2 separate regions of the Sus scrofa genome follow, and region 1 is linked to region 2. Evidence: chromatin contacts called from public HiChIP or PLAC-seq data. All regions are on one chromosome and are shown on one strand. The core of a region is the stretch at or near the end of the contact, and the rest is flanking DNA. Distances in the headings are between cores, read along the strand shown.

The links. HiChIP or PLAC-seq counts read pairs in DNA pulled down with a chosen protein or histone mark.
Region 1: an H3K27ac HiChIP or PLAC-seq map of alveolar macrophages shows a contact between it and region 2. The contact joins the promoter of GPBP1 here to the promoter of MAP3K1 in region 2. A contact is called at or near these places in 1 of 5 promoter capture datasets (liver), 3 of 47 Hi-C or Micro-C datasets (heart right ventricle, liver and skeletal muscle) and 1 of 2 datasets of contacts at active chromatin or transcription factors (alveolar macrophages).

The regions. Positions count from the first base shown.
Region 1 is chr16:36,215,807-36,218,724 of Sscrofa11.1, reverse strand. It overlaps GPBP1 (vasculin), which reads right to left and starts at 1,490. Exons shown (of 13, transcript XM_005672465.3): 1 at 1,091-1,490.
Region 2 is chr16:35,870,964-35,873,751 of Sscrofa11.1, reverse strand. MAP3K1 (mitogen-activated protein kinase kinase kinase 1) reads right to left here and starts at 1,451. Exons shown (of 20, transcript XM_003133973.5): 1 at 941-1,451. The coding sequence starts at 1,422.

The sequences.
Region 1 (2,918 bases), core at 241-2,740, 340 kb before region 2:
ACCCAAAAAGTCTACTGTACGAAAAGGACTTCAGAATATGGGGGGGCGGGGAGGTGGGAAACGATATTATGGAGGGTAAGAGCTGATTTCAACCCGGAAGGGAATGCGGATACAATATAGGGAGATTATATAAGCGAATCTTCTTATACTTGAGTAAATATTATAAACTGAAACGGGCACACAATCTTATAAAAGACTCTCTGTATTTCTATTAAATCTACCAAAGGAAAACGAATAGAAAGGTGCAAAGCTACCGAGCATTAAGAAATGCAACTTAGCAAATGAGGGATATAAAGAGAAAGACGCTCCCTCCAAATCAGAATGTCTAAAAGAGGAGGCACATTTTCCCCACTCTAAGTAGAAAGGTAAGTGGCTGAGAAGTGGGGAAAGAACATTCCTTAAATTCGCCCGGGGGAGAGACTTACCCAGGCTTCTAAGGGCAGCAGCGAGATCTGAGGGTTCCCATTCCCTTGAATTAAGAAAACAGGTTTCTCCCAACACTGAAGAGGTGAAGGTACCGAGCCCTTCTCGTAAGCCACATTGAGAGGTTCTCCCCACGAACAGACTAGGTCCCCTCAGACCCCACAGGACTCCGAGGGGCAAGGGAGCGCTCGACTCGGTCCACAGCTAGTGCCACGGACCCGGAGAGGCGGGCAGAGCGGGCGCGCCGAGAAAACACCGAAGGCCACAACTCGGCCTCGACTCCCTCAGCCCTCCGAGAGCGGCAGCGGTGCAAAAGCAGGCGGGCGCATGCGAGAGGCCGGAGGAAGACCGAGCGAGGAAGGCGTCGGACCGGTTCCCAGCCTCCGCCAAACAACACCCCCCCCCCTTGAGCAGCCAAGGCTAAGCCACCCACCCCCTCCCCACAACCGCCACCTCCGCTCCACCCGGGCCGAGTCAATACCTAGAGGGGCCTCCCAGCACCGTCCTTCCCTCTCTCTCCTTGCTCTCCCGCCACCCCCCGCCCCCGCCCGTGGGCAGCCTCACACCTCGCGCCGCCAACGCCGCTCCCGACCCCTCAAACCTCAACGCCGACACAGACACCCCCTCCTCCCCAGACCCCGGCGCGGACCACAGAAGACGGTGTTACCTTCTGCCACACCAGAGGTGCCCCTGGCCTGGGGGTGCCGCTGCGCTCGATCCCGGGAGGAGGTTTTCGGTACTTTGAATAATCCCCTTTTGCCGCTTTTCCCTCCCCCACAACCAGTCTCAGTCCCAAAATGGCGCCGACCCGATCCGCAATGTTCTGGGCCAAGTCTCGCGAGATCGTGGAAGGTGGCGAGGCGGGGAAGGAACCGGAGGGGCTGAGGAGAAGGGAGGGGAAAGGCGGGGCGAGGAGAAGGAGGAGGGAAATAGGGTATGGAAGAAGCGGTGCTAACGAACCTACTGGGCGGGGCAGCAGGAGGAGCGCCTCTACCAGAGAACCTTCTGGCCCAAGCAACCGCTCACGCCCCGGCCAAAGAAGCTCCGCCCTCTACGTCGAGCGGCTGAGGGAGGGTGCAGAGGGCGTGGTTATGGCTAGGGGCGGGGCTTCACGGAGGTCCCGGAGGCAGGGGCGCGCGGGGGGCGGTGGCTCCGCACGGTGACGTCAGGAGCAGCTGGAGTCGGGGATTACCCCCTGCTGCTGACGTGAAGACTATGAACAATCGGGAACGTTCGGTGGAAGGGGGAATTCCCCGTTGCTCCCAAAGGAGCCCCTCCTTCCGCCCTTCCCCCGGTCCTGGGCGTCCCGGGAGCTTAAGACCTTGGGCCGCCGGGAAGGCGAAAGGGAAAGGCTGCTTCGGGAGGCGGCTGCACGGGCTCGAGTAGAGCGCGCCGCGGCGTTCTTCCGGGCTCCACGCTCGGAGGAGCGGCTGAGCGAGACGCGTCGGGTACCGAGCTGGGGCCTGGCGGATGGGGAGATCACATGCTCGCTTGTACACAGCCCTGCGCAGGCGGGCACCGGCTGGGTTGGCGCTGGTCTGTTCCGGCGCCCTCAAGCAGCCGATCCACTATCGAATGCAAATACGAGAGTGTGTCGGACATAATATATATGCGGGAGGTCGGTGACGAGACTCTCTCGTTGGGGCTAAGCCCAGATTCTCAAAGGATTAAAAATGGCTACGGGATGTAATCATGCTAACGTATGTTTTTCTATTAAATCTGCAATAGGGGAGAATTATTTTAGCAAGGTCTCGGTCCCATACAGCTTACACGATTTTGTGCTATGAAGTTTGTGGGCGTCAACGTTTTATGATTGCGATACCTTTTCGCCTTGTAACTGAAAGCTCATTTTGAAACCTGTGAAATTAGCCTTCCAAGAGGAAGTTTAGGAGTATGTGGGGGGAGGGTGTCTTGAGGGAAAATCCAGAAAATAAAAAATGCTTGGCTCTTCGCCCTCTTCCAAACCACAAAGGCTTCATACACGGAAACTTTATGATTCTTTTATATTCATTATGGGGTTTGTAGTTCAATGGACTGCCTCTAAAAGCTCCCTGAAAGAATGTGTGAATACAAACTCACCAAAAATTACACTTCTCAATCTTTTCGTCTTTGCGAAGGACATGGACCCTTGGCAATCAATAATATCTCGCTGTGTGCAAAGAAATGAGAACACTTGCTGGATGCCTTGTCTGTGCCAAGCACTTTCTTATATCAGTCTCTGAAGTGAGTGTTATTTTCCCCATTTTGCAGATGAGGAATCTGGTTCAGGTTACACAACATAGAAGTGGGAGCCACAACTAGGCTGTGCCAGACTTGAACTTCAGTCCGTTTGGGTCTTAATTTACGTTCTTTCCACCGTTCCACATTGCTTCCGTTGAAGTGACATGTATTGGGACAAGACCTGCTTCTGCTCCTGTTTCTAAGCATGATGTCAATTCAAAAAACTAAAGAAAATACTGATCACTTGAAAACAAATTTTTGCCTTCCTTATGGCA
Region 2 (2,788 bases), core at 202-2,701:
GAGGCTGCGGGGAGCAGTCACCACCGCTTTGAAACTGAATGGCTGACACATCCGGTTCTGGCTCTTACACCCCTCCGCCAAATGCAAACTTCAAAGGCCGAATTCAAACTCCAAACAGAAGTCACTTAAGTCTTAGCAGTGCAGTCCGCATTCCCAAAGACACTAAGGAGCCCCTTGGGGGACTAAATTTGAAAACTTCACGTCCTAAAAGACCGCAAGCCCCCGCGAGTTTGCAGCCGGTAGGTCTGCACCGCTTTGACAGGCGTTACAGAGCCGTCCACCACGGAGTCTCTGCGGCCGCGCTCCGGGCGCGCCGCCTTCGTCCCCGCCCGGTCCCGGTACCTGAGCAGGGGCTCCGCCTGTCACGGCTGCGGTGACGCCCGCCGCTTTCTCCGCCGCCCTCTGCCCCCCCTTCCCGGCCTCAGGCAAGGCTCCCCATCTACGCCGCCCCTTTTTTGACCACCACCCGCCCTTGGGCTCGGGCCTCACCCGCAGCGCTCCCCCCGCCCCGTGGACTCCGGTCCCGGGTCGCCGCCGCCGTACTGCTGCCCGCCGGGAGGACAGCGCCAGGGTCCCGCGCCGGGGCTCCTCTGAGAGTCCCTATTCCGGGAGCCCCACAAAGCCATCCTGGGCCCCCCGCACCTTATCTCAAGCGGTCCCCGCAGCAGGGCTCGCACGACTGTCACATGTCTGCAAACAATAACAAACTCTCCGGCAGGTCCCCGCCCCGGGCCCCCAACCGGTCCCCCAGGCCAGGTCTGAGACGCCACCCGATGCTGTAGGGGTCAAAGTGGGTGCCCGAGGGCTCGGGTCCCGGCGAGCGGCGCGCAGCCGAGCTGCTCGGAGCCCCGCGGCGCCGTTCGCGGTGCCCAGGGTTCATTCATTGCCCTCGACCGACCGCCTCCCTAGTCCCCGCCACGCTCCCGGCCCCGCAGCTCACCCGACAGGGGCCGCAGTAGAAGGTGGCTCTGCGGCGGGCATCCGCTTCTCCCCGGGCTCGGCCCCCGCGGTGCTCGGGGCGCCGCTGTCTGGGGCGGCCGCCGGCTCTGCAGGATGGGCGCCGCCTCGGCTCCCGGCTCCGTGGGGCGGTGGTACCGCCACAGGCTGGAAACTACTCCCACTCGCAGGAGCGTCCGCCGGCTCTGGCGACGGGGAAGTGGAGGAGGACGGCGGAGAGGCGGCGAGGAAAAGCGGCGGCTCCGGCAGCTGGTCCAGCTCCACACTCCGCACTTTGCGCAGTTGCCGCCGCCTCCAGTCTGCCCGCTCGCGGCCCCCGCTGCCCGCCTCCCGCAGCAGCCCCGCGGCTGCCGCGGGCGCGCTGCCGGCCTTGAGGGCCCCTCCGCCGCCGCCCGCTTCGGGGCTCGCCGCCCCGGCGCCCGGGAATCCCGAGGACGAGGCGCGATTCCCCGCCGCCGCCGCCATTTTCTCTCGCGGGCTACATTCGCTCGGCCCCTGCGAGGGAGGGAGGGGGCGGGGAGAGTGCAGGGGGCGGGCGGACCGGTTGGCGCTGCGCCTCCAGCGTAGGGCAGCCTGCGCCAACTGCGTGAGCACGGCCCTTCGGGCGCCTGGCCTGCACCCACAGGCGGGCGCGCGGGGTTTGGCGCGGCGGGTGGGACGACGGGGTGCAGGTGGAGGGCGCTGACTGTGCGCTCCGCGCGCGGGCTAGCGAGGTGGGCTTGGAGGTGGCTGCGTCGGGGGCGCGCTGTGGTTTGCGCGCCTCACCCGCTGCGCCTCCAGGTAGTCCCGGGCTGCACCGGAGAGAGGAGGAGCCTCGGCGGCGGAACGCCGTTTCCTCTCTGCAGCAGTCTCGGCCCGTGCTCGCCCATCGAATGTTGCAGTTCGAACTTCGTTGTGTGGTGCGTTGCAGGGGAAGCATGCAGGAGGCTTTGCAATCTGTCATTCGCACTGTCCGTTACAGTGGGAGTTGGAGAACTCCGGCGCGTACCAACCCCACCCCCGCCCCCCTTCGCGCAGGTGGCACCCAGGGCAGTCGGCCACTGCAAAGTGAAAGAAAGCCAACGTTCAGTAGACGTGGTGCCGCGGACCAGAAAAATCTTTTTTTTTTTTTTAAGCTTTCCTCATGTTTTGCCTCCCTCCCCCCAACTCGTGCTAAGAATAAAACAAAAGTTTCCTGGAATAGCTTGTTCATAACCTGAAATCACCGATTTAGTAAACCCTTCTTATGCCCTACCCCTGCCCGGGGCTAGAGAGAGGCAGAGAGCGGCGAGAGGGAGCAAGGGGAATCTCTATAGATCTTGATTTTCCTCGACTGTCTTTGGGAAAGGCAGCGATACATATACATTGGACCACTTAAAACACGTTTGGGGAAGGAACCAGGAAGTGCTCGATAATTGTCCTCCGCCAGGTTCTGGCCCTCCCCGAATCCTATGCCTCTAGCTGCACGTCTCTCTTCCCGGCAGGGTCTGGCCACCGTCCGGGTTCCCTCCGCCCCCACCCCTGCAGTGCCGGAGCTGCCTAACTTGGCGTTCCGAACCCTTCCAGTCCCCCGGGGCGTCTGGAGATAAGGTGCTTTGGAATGGAAAAGGCACCATTTACATGTTAATGATTTTCGAGCTTCGGGCTTCTGCGTCGCGTTTTTTCCTCCAGCAGGTTTGTCTATGATGGGAAAAGTGCCACAACCCGGGGACCCGAGTCCCTAGATTTATTTTGTGAAGGTGGAATTAAGGGAGGCGGGGAAAGAGAGGGACGTTCTTCAGGAACCGAAAGGAGAGCGCTGTCTTGTCTGTATTTATGTATTTAGGCAGAAGTCTAAACTGTCTACAAAATC